Linked DNA regions of Sus scrofa: region 2 is linked to region 1. Evidence: chromatin contacts called from public HiChIP or PLAC-seq data. All regions are on one chromosome and are shown on one strand. The core of a region is the stretch at or near the end of the contact, and the rest is flanking DNA. Distances in the headings are between cores, read along the strand shown.

Region 1 (7,236 bases), core at 1,200-3,699:
ACTAATGGCAGTTATTTTCAAGCCAAGTACCAAACACATGAAGGGTGCGTAAAGTCCTAAGATGTGCAGATAATCCAGCCCTACTGGTTCCTTAGCTGGGTACAATGTACCAAATCTTCCACAAGAATATTTTGAGATGGTGAGCTGCCAGCAGTGTACTGGACCCCTTTTAAGCTTTTGTGTGCGATGCAAACCCTTCCAAAATACAGGTACTTTTCCAAAAGACAATGTCCCTTTCATTCTGGCTAAGTGTGGTTTCCCCTCCCTCTCTGTTCAATGGTGGGGGGGGGAGGGGCACCCGTCTCAAGGCCAGGATTTAGTTGAAGTTAAAATAAGGAGGGGAAAGGGCCTATGTCAATGTGGAGGCTGATCCTACTTGGCCCAGGGAAAAGTAAGCCATTCTTTTTTTTTTTTTTTTTTTAATTTTACACTGCCAACTCAGGGGCACCTAAAGCCTCAGTGTATTAGCTGTTCAGACTTTTGATTCCGAAAGCTTACTTCTTCTTAAAGGCTGCCCCCTGGACTGGCTGTGCTGCTTTAAATTCGGGTCTCTAAGAAATTGGTGTGAGCAACTTTCTTTGAGCCTTCAAAGTAAAGCCAAATGCTCTGTCCTCAGCAGGAAAGTGACTTTAATTAATTCTGGACGACCTTTCCATTGAAAAGCAAAACACTGCCCTGAGGCTTTTTAGAAAGGTTAGGTTGTACCTTTTCCCTCTTATGGTGAGGAGGTAGGTATGAGTGTTTCTCATACAAGCCTCTGCCTCCTGCGTTCCTGTAGAATGCACGCTCTTTAATCCAGGAAAAACAAAATAAAACAAACCAATGGGCAAAGAGGCCCTGTTTGTAGCCAATTAACTTCTCAATTCTAGCAAGAACTAAAGCACAGCATAAAATCTTCCATCACAATAAAATATGACTAAAGACCTCATCAATTCTCATTTAGCAAATGCTTTGTACTGGACCATCTTTTTCTCATACTTAGGAATTCCATTATTTCTTATTTCAGTGAACATGTTCGGGGAAAAAAAAAATTAAGTGGAATGGGATTAGGTTTGCCATTTGTCATTTACTCAGAACAGAATTCCGGTCTGACATGCAGGCAACTCATACCCAGAGCTTAATGCTTTTAGTAATTATAAGGATCATGTAGAGTATGTTGATTGGTGGGGGGAAAAAATCTTTATTAACTGCTCAGAAATAGTTAATTCTTCATTAGTCAGAGCACTGCACTAGAGGCTGCTGCCTGTGAACCATGGATTAGAGTTTATGATAGTAATAACCTCCCTGAAAAAACATTTGTTACTATACTTAATGACCAGATTTTAGTGCATTAACCTTCCTCAGGAGGTCAACTAACAAAATGGATGTTAACTGCTTGTAACAACCAATTCCTCTGAAATTAATATTTAGATGCCTTTGGTGTCAAAAAAAAACCTTCCTTCCCTATCAGGGCATTAAAAACACTTCTAAATTATTAATAGCAGGCAGGATTCAATGCCTCAAAGATTTCCATGCCAACGCTCTTTATCCTCAGCCTCTTCCTATTTTCTCGAACAGAGTTCTCTTCGGCAGGAACAAGGAAGGCATTCAGGGAAATTAGGTCTCAGAAATGCATGTGGGTCAACAATGTACTGCAGTTTGGAAAAGGTCATCCTTTAAGTTCAACAGAAATAAACATTACAGGAGTGTGAAAGGCGATGCTGAGAGCACACTGGGAACCCAACGGGGACAGACACCCCGCCAGGCCTGGGCTCCAGAGCTACAGCCCTCTCACCACCTGTCAGGAACTCCTTAACGACACGTTTTTTTTTTTTTTTTTGCATCCCTTCTGCGACTGACCTCCTGGCTCATCTCTCCAGCCCCTCCCTCTGCCTTCAAATTGGAAACAAACCACACTTATGTCAAAACAACTTCTCAACTATTTCCTTCCCGAGCAATCCCAGAATATAAAACATGTTCTGAAAAGCTGCACCATTCCCTGGAGAAATTTTATGATTTGGTTACTGCAGAGTGTGCTGCTCCTTGGCTGGGGTAGCCTGAAGTCCTTGCCAAACAATGAAGCAATGCTATTATTAGCCTTCCTATTCAATGGCCACAAAACAGCCCCTGTTTCTATTTTCAGACTGTGCTCTTCTGGCTCAAGAAGGCCAACACTGCACCCGTAGGGCAAAGGAGCCATCCATTGCCAAAACCTGCAGAGCAGTGGGAAGGGGAAAGGTTTTCCTGGTGGCATTTTTCGGCAGAGGTAAAATCCAGATGGGGAGCCAAATCGCCGCCTGCGAGTCTCAGCAGAGGTTTTCCTACTGGGTCTGGGAGGGCACCCCTGGGATCTCAGCAATGAAGCTGCTGTGTTTACTACTTTTCTCAAATTGCCTGGATGCAGTCACTGACTCAGTCGTTTAGATCAGCCCAGTGCAGGCGCAAAACGCTAAATCAGTAACACACAGAGCTGACGTGAATGGTTCAAGTGACGATGTCAAAGGCTTGGGCAGTTGCCTCTCGGCATGGTCAGTTACAGCCCAGCAGCAGTGTTCCAGAGGAGCCAGGCAATGTGGGGCATTTGATTTTTTTTTTTTTTAATGAGCTATAATGGACAGAACATTATATTAGTGTCAGGTGTACAACATCATGATTCGATATATATTATGAAATGATCACAGTAAGTCTAGTTAATATCCATCCTTGTACAGGGTTACCATTTTTTTGTGTATGATGAAAACTTTTACGATTGATTCTTTTAGCAACTCCTTTTACTCGTTTGCTTAACCTCCACCCCTGCCCCTGGCAACCACTAATCTGTTCTTTGTACCAATGAGCTTTTTTTTTTTTTTTTAAAGATGCCACATATAAGTGTGATTATACAGTATTTGTCTGACTTATTTCACCTAGTGTAATGCTCTCAAGGTCATTCCATAGCTTCACAAATGATATTATTTTATTCTTTTTTATGGCTGAATTACATACATATGTGTGTATATGTATACACATATATATGATATATGTATGTATGTGTATGTTTGTATCTATGTATCTCATATTTTTTTATCCATTCATCCATCAATGGATACTTAGGCTGTTTCCATGTCACACATATTGGAAATAATGCTGCAGTTAACATGGGTGTGCATTTATCTTTTCCAGTTAATGTTTTCATTTATCTTTGGATAAATACCCAGAAGCAGAATTGCTGGGTTATATGGTAATTCCATTTTTAGTTTTTTGAGGCACCTCCATACTGTTTTCCACAGTGGCTGCACCAATTTTCATTCCCACCCACAGTACACAAGGATTCCCTTTTCTCTACATCCTTGCCAACACTTGTTATTTCACAGCCATTCTAACAGCGTGAGGTGATATCTCATTGTGGTTTTGATTTGTACTTCCCTGATGATTAGTGATGCTGAGCATCTTTTCATATACTATGTCTTCTTTGGAAAAATATCTCTTCAGTTTCCTGGCCCCTATTTTAATTGGTTGGTTTTGTTCTTGCTGCTGTTGAACTGTATCAGCTCTTTACATATTTTAGCTATTAGCCCCTTATCCAATATACAATTTGCAAGTACTTTCTTCTAGTCCATAGGTTGTCTTCTCATTTCATTGATGGTTTTCTTTGCTGTGCAGATGTTTTTTGGTTTTGGTATCTGCCGGGTTGTTTATTTCTGATTTTGGAGTCAGAGCCAAAAAATCATCCCCAAGACTGATATCGAGGAGCTGACCGCCCATGTTTTCTTCTAGAAGTTTATGGTTTTAGGTCTTTTGTTCAAGTCTTTAATCCATTTTGAGTTAGTTCTTGTGTATGGTCTAAGAGAGTGGTACAGTTTCATTCTTTTGCATGTGGCTGCCCAGTTTTCCCAACACAATGTATTGAAGAAAATGTCCTTTATCCATTGTATATTCTTGACTCCTTTGTTATAGATTAATTGACCATATAGGCATGACTCCCTCCCCCCCCCCCCGGGGTTCTCTGTTCTGTTCCATTAATCTAGATATCTATTTTTGTGCCAAAATCATACTATTTTGATTACTATAGCCTTGTAATATAATTTGAAATCAGTGAGTGTAATGCCTCCGGCCATCTTTCTCAAGATCATTTTGGTTATATGGGCTTTTTTGTGGTTCCCTATACCTTTCAGGAATGTTTGCTCTATTTCTGTGAAAGAGGCCATTGACATCTTGCACTGAATCTGTGGATTGCTCTGGGTGGCATGGACGGGGGTCATTCTTATTTTTTTCTGATGGATACTTTCGTAATATTGGAAATTTAGTGCAGACAGGGGTCCATTAGAATTTGGTGCCTCTCTTCATTTGAAAACACAATTTGCTATATGACTTTTCAGCTAGGACAAGTTGTGTATAACAGTGATTTTAATTTAATAGCCAGATCCTTCATTGCTTTGGGAATACAAATCAAAAGGTTGTATTCTAATTCAAAGGTTAGAAAGGTTGCCATGTCATTGCATATATATGGTTCCTCTTTCCTACTGTAGTTGCTTTTCACTTTGTCTGTACTGTCTTGGGAAAGTATTCGCAAACAGTAAATAAGCAATTCTTTCATTTAAACCATGACCACGTTTGCAGATTCAACAGCTAAAATCTCAGGTGATGGTATCGCTCTCTCTGCTAAGGCTTGGTGTTTTATTTTTGCATTTAAAAATGCAAATTAAACAATGACACTTTTTATGAATTCAATGAAAAAGAATGTTGTCTTGGTTTTTAAACTCTCCTTTGCTAAACATTTAAAAAAAAAAGAGGCATTTTGAAAAAGATCTCTTTCCAAATATAAAACTGAAATATGAACTGTTGACAACCCCCCTCACCCCGCCTTCTTCCACGGAAATATCAGTGAGCGGCTGCAGGGAGCTGGCTTTTAGACACAGTGTTCTGAATGGTAGGCATGATTAAAATACAGTTATTGTCTTGGTCTACTTTATCTCTACACTGATAAGGTTTCGGAAAGCTATTTAATTGTCCTGTGAATCATTAACTTCATTATGTTTACAGAGAATATGTTATCTTGCCTGCTTCTTGGGAACCGTGGATCCTTCATCAGTGACCTGGAATGGTTGCTAAGTGTGAAGCAGGTAATGTACCTGTGCGATTTATTAGTGCCAGGTAGAGTTTTAAATCAGCATGTTGATTGTAGTGCTGTTCACTTAATGAACTTCCATGCACTGCTTCCTGAAAACCCTTTTATGGTTTCTGTTGGCTCCATATGGCATTCTGATGAGCTTACACTTCTCCTTAAGTGCTTCTATATCAGAAAACAAGAGCAAAGCTAAAACAAAGTGAGTCATCTGGTTTTGTCTTTGCTTTCACTGCATGAGATAATGTGGAGGTGTTAATTACAAGACTTCACTGAGTCTTGACTAATAACAGTGTGCAAACAAATGTATGTCAGGCTCAGCCACAGAAATGCTTCTACTAATAAGGTAAAACTAGCAATTAGAGCTGACAATGAAGTAATACTTTCCGTTGAATATTCATTAATGAAGTTCGTGTTTGGGAGAAGGGAGGCTTCTGATTGTCCAGATGGAAACCTAGAATAGGAACCCTGGTCATTCCCTTTAAATGAATTAACCACCATTTGGTGAGCCAGCACACTGGATTAATTCCCTTTTGTACTAATGCACTGACCCTTTGCTTCAAAGGTAGAGCCCTGATGGCCACTAAGATCCCTCAATCCGTGACCTTGGCATAATAGGGACAAATTGAATTCCCAGAAGGAGAAAAATGATAGTGGCCACAGACCGTCACTAACGGTGTGCTGGAGACAGAGCTTGTTTTATTTAAATTCTTCTTCGCTACAGCTTCTAGCGTCTCAGAGAGGAAGAGTGTGATTAGCTTACCTAACCCGGTCATGTCACTTTGTCTGATGTTTTCCTTTTTTTTCCTTTTCCCCTTTCCCTTTCCATCTATCCTTTCATGTCTCCCCCTCTCTCTCTTTCTTTCAGAGAGCAGTTCTGACAGCCTTCTTTAAGCACAGGATATCCATTGCTCTCATGCGAAAAAGAAGCCTCCCAGAAAAGACTGCATTGGGCATTGACAGCTCTTTCACACGTTGTACTGTTATTTCTGAAACCCGATCACGAGTTGTACTATCTAGGTAATACATGCCTTTTGGACATTTCTTAGTAAAGATGCCCAAATGAGAGACCCTACTGATGAAAGCACTTCCTTCAGGGACCTTCAATAGCTCGATATATATTTAGGGAAATACAAAAGGAGAGGAGCGTGTATTTTTGGGATTGGGAAAATACACATTTTCCATTGGACTAAACTGTCAACTCATCAATATTTTAGAATGGGTCATGACCTGCATAAAAGAAAAAACAAACAAACCTGTTTTGACTTTCTTGGCAGCCCCAATCCTAATTTGGTGGAAGTGGCTTTGTGCCTGGATTTGAAAGCCACAGTCCCAGCCTTCTATGCACTCAGCAATGGCCGTAGAGCACACATCTGGCCAATGGTATCTAAGAGGAAGTTACTTAAAGCTACTTAAAATAGGACAGAAGCAGCTGAAGGGCACACGTTTTGTTCTCATGCGTTTTCCTCTAGTAGCTGGAATCAACTAGTAATTTTGCAGTAGGAAAAAATGAAAAGATTCATAGATCCGGCAATAATGGTTTTAACATGAGCCATCCTTCCCTCATCCTCCACATTAACCCTCCAATTTGCAGTTCCCTGATTTGCGCAGCCAAATGGAATACCTAACGGAAATAGAATATGGTATCAGAACTGGCAGGGGGTGTAGCAAGGAAAGGATGCTTCAAGTAATAGAACCAAAAATGTTTAATTTGCTTAATGGAAGGGGTGGGAAAGTGAGGGCAGTATTGCAGGAGGTAAAGCTGGTTCATCCATATGCAACAGGGCAAAACAGTTTTTCAGACTCTAGAAACATTGTCTACTGACTCCTAAGTAATAGAGAATGTTGGCATGCGTTGGACCCTTCTTATTGCTTTTAGCAAAGCCTTAAGGGAGCAATGAACTGATTCAGAGACACACAGTCTACAAACATGTGGAAGAAAATACAGCACTGATAAGAGGAGTGCTTCTTCCAAGACCATCAATCTAAGTTGACTGAGAATCTCAAAAATTGGAGCCATTCGATAGTTAAGATATATGTTTGCTACTGGAAAAGAAACTCAAAATACAATGTGAAAGAAAAACAGAAGCTCAGTTCTCTCTCCTGTAACAGTCTTGAGTATAAGCAGAAAAGCTGTAAAGTGTGTGGCTCCA
Region 2 (7,236 bases), core at 3,538-6,037, 110 kb after region 1:
TCTTTTGCACGGGAGAGAAGGTGCAATTAAAAACAAAAGTTGGCTCTTGGATATATCTTGATTAATTTATCTTGAGGAGCACTATTAAATGGTTTCCTTGCTCACCTCCAAAGTTATTATGGGAATAGCAGTAGAGAAACATGGGACTAGAGAAAGAGACTGTAGCCAAACATGAAAGATCTTAATGCCACACTAAGGAGCATATTTTTTTGTTTTTAGTTGAAATATAGTTGCTGTACAATATAAGTTATAGAATTCCAGTATAGTGATTCACAATTTTTAAGGGTTATATTCCATTTATAGTTATTATAAAATATTGGCTATATTCCCCATGTTGTACAACATATCCTCGAAGCTTATTTTTTTTCAAGTTTTGTCTTTATTTTATTTAAGATAAAAATTACTGGAAGGGATTTTATTTTTTTGAATTTTGAATTTTATTTTAAAATTCATTTAAATATAATTATTCCATGTGGCTAACATCTATTGACAGTACAGAACAACATAATATTTATTTACTTTTAAGTTTTCAAAATTCTTAATATATACTTCATCATTCCATTAATTAGTAGTTATTGGAAAGACCTCATGGATCATTTTTTTTTAACATTCTTTTTCTCATATTATCCTCCACCATGTTTCATTACAGGTGACTAGATATATAATTCCCTGTGCTATACAGCAGGATCTCATTGCCCGTCCACTCCAAATGTAAGAGTTTTTGTCTATTAACCCCAGATTCTTAACCCATCCCACTCCCTCCCCTTCCCCCTGGCAAACACGAGTCTGCCTACATGTCCATGATCTTTTCTGATTTGTAGATAGACCACACGCTGCAGCTTATTGTAATAGTTTGTACCTCTTACCTCATACCCTTTTACTGCCCCCCCCTCCCCCGGTAGGGGCCAATTTGTTCTCCATACCTTTGCATCAAGAAGCATGACTTTTAGTCAATGGTCAAGTGGCAACACTGGAAGTCTTGAACTAGGAATGACTTAATAGCTGCAGAGGCGGTGAGGGATATAACTAAGTCAGGTCTTAGGAGGACTGAAGCTGTGGAGGGAGAGGGCCAGTTAACTGACTGAGGAAGTGACTCAAGCAGGAGGCACTGAAGATGCAACAACACGATGACTTTGAACGTGGAAAATAGCTAAATGTGAAACACGGGTAAGAGGGCTGACAAAACTCATGTGGTAAAGCTACTTCCCACGCCTTCCTCTGGCCAGGGTTAGAAGTGTGTCATGTGCTTTCTAAGGAAGCTAGACATGAGTTGGGGCAAAGCGGATATAGTCTAAATTTGGAGGATTATGTAACATGGTTGAGAGATGTGTCTTTGAGAGGACAGGGATTTCTCACAGATGCGGACTGGCTGGGTTTTCTGAGGAGTTTCAAGTTTGGGGATGTTTGCATGTATGTGATTTCAGATTTGTTGGGGGAGGAAGTGAGTTATAGCTTGGAGTCATCCAGCTACCTCAGCCCCTAACCATGGGAATGTCTTTTAATCTCTTTTCCTGGAACAAAAGGAAAGACAGAGTTCCACAGTCTAGCTTGGGTATGAGACGCATCAAAGGGGTTCCCGAAAACAGGTGTGGTGAGAGTTAGAGGATACGAAGAGGTCAAAGTGAGTGAGGTCTCTCAGCGACAGCAGGTTTTTGTGTAAGTGTGCAAAGACGCATTACCACAGCTTCTGAGAATGCTATCCTTAGAAGAGTCTGCTTGCAAGGTGGCCTAGGCTGGCATCTCACTTCCTACATTTTAGGAAAGTTTGCTCCATTCCCTAGCTGATGAGTGCCTCCTTATGCCTAAAGAGTCTGTGCAGGGTGGGTGATGCTAAACCCCAGCTTTCCTTCTGGGGATCTGGAATGCTGCTCTGTGCCAGGCAGAGGGCACTCACCTGATCAGCCTCCAGTAAAAACTTTGGGCACGAAGTCTCTAATGAACTCCCCTGGTAGCTGACATTTCACACTTGTTGCTGGGAAATCAGCTTCATTTTTCTGTTAGTTGTCCCTTAGGACCTCTTTTCCTCTTCTTAGGTCATAATAGAACGTCTACCTTTCAGCAACAGATCCCCAGAATAAAGACTATTTCCCAGAATGGCAGCTGTTGTTTCCCAGCATATAGTATTATTGAGAGCAGACATTCAAATTGGTCCTGAAGAAGATGAAGGAATGTCTTCTTATTTTTTTGTCTTTTTATGGAGATTTCAAGTCTAGGGGTCGAATCGGAGTTGTAGCCACTGGCCTATGCCACGGCCATAGCAATGTGGGATCTGAGCCGCATCTGCAACTTACACCACAGCTCATGGTGATGGTGGATCCCTTAATCTACTGAGTGAGGCCAGGGATCAAACCTTCATCCTCATGGATACCAGTCAGATTTGTTTCGGCTGAGCCATGATGGGAATTTCTAAAGGAATGTCTTATTAGCTAAATGAAAGATATTAACTCTTGATTAATTCACAGAAATAGAATTGTTCATATTTGATTGCAGTTTGAATCCCTATAGCGCTTACATCCTCTTAACCTGCTGTGCTGTTGTTTCCCTTATTCCTTGAGTTAACATTTACCAACCATGCTTTGATTTGTGCTCTCGGCTCTGTGTTTACAATAAGGACCTGCCATTGCTCTAGTTTTGGGAGGGCCCCAATGTGGGGTTGACTTCAGTCACACAAGCAGATCATTATAAGCCAGTGTGGGCTGGACAGTGATGCTTTATGAAGGATGCTAGGTCAGCACACTGGCTGTTTCATTCTCATTAACCTTATCACTCTTAGGGCATTTTAAGTTCTCCAGGTTTGGGACAATGTTCTTCTTCCCTCCAGATAGCATAGAATAGTGCCAGGAACACAGTCAGCATTGACTAAATTCTACTGAAAAATTTACCTACATCTATGTTTCTGAAACTACACATTTGAGCCTTGTGATCAGGGGAACATACCGCTAATTCTCTCGTCTTGTTTCCCTTTGTTTGTTGAAGAGGAATCTCTAGCCATAAACCAGGTGATGTGTACAGTGTGGTACAACGGCATCAAGTTTGAGAGGAACAAAATACCATTGCGGCCACCTGCCAAAATGTCCCTTTGTGACCATCAAAGCTAGACACTGTCATGCGAGGCCTGTTTCACATCTGGAATCAATTCCTTTTGCAGTGTGTGTGTGTGTTTTCTATACCAGGCAAGTTCTAGATTTAGGAAAGTTGGAAGAAGAAATTTTTTGTTATCTCATCAGGAAAAATTACTTCACAGTGAAGAGGTCCTTTGCTCCAGCGGTGGGTCAGCTGAAACGTTCAGGAATGGTCTGCAAATCTGCTTATTGACTTTAATGACTTTTGCAGTGAGGTCACGAGATGGTATTCTTCAGCCCCCAACAGAAACCACCCTCTAAAGTGAGACCTTGCAAAACCCCCATCTGACCAACAGAGCCCACGTGATTTTCATTTCATGTATGGGGAGCAATTTATTATGTCAAATCACAAGTTTTTCTTTGGATCCAACGCCAGATAAAAATGTCAACATTAAAGTGGTAGCCAGTAAAAGAAAATTCTAATATTACATTGTGTACAATAAAGCTCCTTTGACAAAAATGAAAGGATTTAAAATTGTTCCTTATTGATATTTCTAAAAAACTATAACCTGCAGGCTTCAGTATATAGAGATATATTTACATACACAGTCACACCAACAAAACTCACCTGACCCCAAATTGGATTTATGTGTATACAAATAATTGCTTACATATTGTGCCTAAAGGCTTATACTTATGTGAGCAGAAGTGGGTCCTTGGGGATTGTACTGAGCAGGGAAATTCTAAGTGGATGGTTTTGGTCCTTGCAGCTGAGATAGGAATTTCCTGTATTTTAAAACTGACTTGGTTAAAAGGAATAAAACTTATTCTACCTTTCCAGTTTGGAGAGAACAGGGTCTTTAATGATACATTTACTCTTTGGATTAGTGTTCCATGGAAGGAATAGTTAATAATAAATGGAAATGGAGGTAGAACCTTAGGAGTTTATTCCGTGGAACAAATCATTTAGGATCTCTCCTTTCTGGGGCTGATATAATTTCACCAATTCTTTTTTTGTTTGTTTGTTTGTCTTTGTTTTACCTTGCAGACTTGGCTCTAGTTACTATATTTCTTTCTTTTTTTTCTTTCTAAAGTCAAAGTTAGTGGGCTTAAACCACATTATCACTGTTTTTGTTTTTTTCTCTTTTTTCAAAAACTCACATTTTCATTAGATCAACACTATTAACCATAACCAATTTAGGGGCAATAAAGTACTTGACTTTGACATGTACTATCTTACAGCAACCTCACAATCAGCTTGCAGGGAAAGTAGAGGAGGTAGCGATATCTTGGCCTGGCATGTGAGAAGACCAAGGCTTAGAGACTCAGTGAATTGCCTAAGGTCTCACTCCATGGACAGAGAATTGCTCAGACTCAGTCCTCAGTCTCATGTTTCAGATGCTCTTTCCACCACACCTCACTGCATTTACTCGGCACCCGGCATGCAGACGTGTGGTGGACACAGTTATATGTGGAGCACTCAAGGGAACTTACTTCAAGGCAACAGGATAATCAGTCAAGACTGACCCAAATAGACATGGCTCTCTACTCCAGTGAGCAGCAGGTTAGAACGTGGGCAGGGAGCCCAGAAAGTGTCTCCTTGCAGGCAGACAGACAGGAATCTCTGGAGACTGGCCAGGAGCCCAGAAGGTCTCCTACAGGGTCAAGAGGGCTGCCAGGAGGAATCTGTAATGCTTCCATTTTAGGTTTAAAGGACATCATAGTCACAGCAGGCATATCTCATGCCCTACGCGATGCTGACACAAATGCACACATATCGGCCTCTGTGTTGATAGATGGTATCTTGCTGGGAAGAGTGAATCCACACGCAGTTTTCTAGTTTTAACTTTCAGTCAAACTAATCAACATAAACCAGTCAGCAGCGTATGTGGGATGACAGATACTTCCAGATCTTTGCTGATTGCACTAGCCGGGTAATTAATTTGGGCATAAGTCATGGTTGGGCTGCTCTGCCGCTGCATGTTCAGATTTTTCCCACGGCTGACTGTGGCAGAGGCTGCTAATTGCCTACCCAACATCCATTCTCCCCTCCTTCCCTCATAGAACACTGGTTTTATAGAGGACAGACAGGGTACAATTAAAACACTATTTTCCACACTTTGCCTTGCAGCTAGGAATGGCTCTATGAGAATGTTTTGGTCAATGAAAGATTACAAAAGTATTCTGTGGGACTTTTGGGACATTTCCTTAAAGGTAAGTGGCTTGACCTGCCTTCTTGCTGCCTGGAATGTGAGTGTGATGGCTGGAGCTCAGAGGCTATCTTGTAAGCCTGGTGACAAGTGCAACATCCTAGGAATTAAGGGATAAGGACCATAAGGAGCTGAAGCCACTGAGAATGCTGTGGAGATGCCATGAAAGTCCTGGACTGTTGACTTCCAGTCTGATTTTATGTATGAGGGATACAAGCTTTTATCTTGTTTAAGCAATGATTATTTGGATGTGTTGTTATATTGCAGTGGGACCTTATGCCAAGTGACACATGTAGAGATCTAAACAGTGGTAAAAATGGAGATGAAAAAAAATTTAAAAAATACAAAGGGAGGAGAAGGGCTGTGAGATGGTCTAATAGCAAAACCAAACACCAGAAGCAAATTGCATAGTTGGATAATATTCAACTTTGCTGTTTTTTCAGTTCTTCCTATTTGCTCTCTTTGCCCTGTGATTTAAACACTAGAGTCCTGATGGTAAAAATTCTACAGAGAGAATAAAGTGTCAAATTACTGGCTTCTAAAGTTTATGTAGACTTTTAAGAGTCTTTAGAAGGGACTATACCATAATATGCATTTTAAATTATCTTTTTTTTTTTTTAATTATGGAGAACTTACAACCTAAAATAGGCAGAGTAGCATAGTAACCTCCCGTCTCATCACCCCATCTCAACAACTACCAGTCCCCAGTTAATCTTGTCCCTCCCATACCTCCACCCACCACTCCCTTCTCATTACTTTCTATGTCAACTTTAAATTTTGGTATAATTTTAGGTTTAGAGAAAGTTACAAAGATAGCACAGAGAATCTCTACATACCTTTACCTAGTTTCTCTGTTGTTAAGATCTATAATTATCTGTTACATTTGTCAGCTATTTAATTAGGTGTTTCTGGGATCCTGAGAAGTGAGGTCAAATCCCAAGGGTGAGTCCGTGTGTGGGTGTGTTTGCAAGTATAAATTTGGGGGACTCTGAGAGCTGCAGACTTTGTGCTCACTCTCTGGTAGCTTCAGGACACTTTCACCTCTTCTAAGCCTCAAGATCTGTCTGGTCCTGGAACAGCTGGTATTGGCATGATAGTGTAGTGTTGACCAAGGCAGGGAGGGCTGAGGACAACCCATCTCATCCAATGGCCCCAGAGTGGTGCAGAGGAGGTGCATGTAAATTTCTGGGCCCCTGAAAGGACTGGACTGTGGGGATGGAGGAGGCCTTATGGTTGGATAAGAACAGTAGAGGACAGTGGAGAGCAATGGATACCTTGTGTCCATGTGGGCAATGAACAAGCAAGCAGAGGCTACTGGGACCAGAGAAACATGGGAACCAGACATTGGAAATTAGATTATCCTGGCCCTGGGCAGAAAGGGAGAGGAGACAGGGAGAGCCAAACCCTGCATTTGACTGGCTATTACCAGAAGTGATTCTTTTCTTTTTCTCTGAAACCTGAAGAAATTTAGCTCAAGAACTTGCATTTTTATAGCAGCAGAAAAACTACATCTTCCAAATTCAAAGTTACATTCTAGTAAGCTGATTTGAGATAAATGGACACGAAGTAGTTCAGATTACTACACACCCAAGACTGTCATTTTAAGTCTCTCTATAAATGTACAAGTGGTGCAATGTTTGAAGGGAAAGGAGTCAAGTTGACTGCTTGATCCAGTAAGTAGGAAAAGAATGGGAGGACTTAAAGGCTACAGTGGGTGGAACAGGAGGGCTTCTGTTTAGGGGTGTGGCTGTTTGGCCTCTCAGAAGTTTTCATGAAATATACTACAATGTCATGAGGCTTGAACTTTGACAGTGAGGTACAAACAGGCTGAAAAAGCCCTGTTCTTCTTTCTGTTCTTGCTGGGGTTAAAAAGTTCTCAACTGGCATTCTGAGGCTTCACTTCCAAACCAGGCCTCTGCAAATCCTGCAAGTGAATATTAGGAGGGATGTCATTTCACCCTGCA

The links. HiChIP or PLAC-seq counts read pairs in DNA pulled down with a chosen protein or histone mark.
Region 2: an H3K27ac HiChIP or PLAC-seq map of skeletal muscle shows a contact between it and region 1. The contact joins two enhancer-like sites. A contact is called at or near these places in 5 of 47 Hi-C or Micro-C datasets (fetal heart ventricle, heart right ventricle, psoas muscle and 1 more) and 1 of 2 datasets of contacts at active chromatin or transcription factors (skeletal muscle).

The regions. Positions count from the first base shown.
Region 1 is chr2:128,306,667-128,313,902 of Sscrofa11.1, forward strand. It overlaps LOC106509541 (a long non-coding RNA gene), which reads left to right. Exons shown (of 3, transcript XR_001307170.2): 1 at 1-2,245; 2 at 5,002-5,081; 3 at 5,952-7,236. Among named protein-coding and RNA genes, the nearest start is that of ZNF608, 150 kb to the left of the region's middle. Within about 2 kb of position 2,450, at least 11 of the 83 cell types and tissues checked have an H3K27ac peak or open chromatin away from gene starts, as enhancers often do. A contact at or near this core is called in skeletal muscle, where this site is marked.
Region 2 is chr2:128,415,819-128,423,054 of Sscrofa11.1, forward strand. All of the region lies in intron 10 of LOC102158243 (a long non-coding RNA gene), which reads right to left. Among named protein-coding and RNA genes, the nearest start is that of ZNF608, 260 kb to the left of the region's middle. Within about 2 kb of position 4,788, at least 7 of the 83 cell types and tissues checked have an H3K27ac peak or open chromatin away from gene starts, as enhancers often do. A contact at or near this core is called in skeletal muscle, where this site is marked.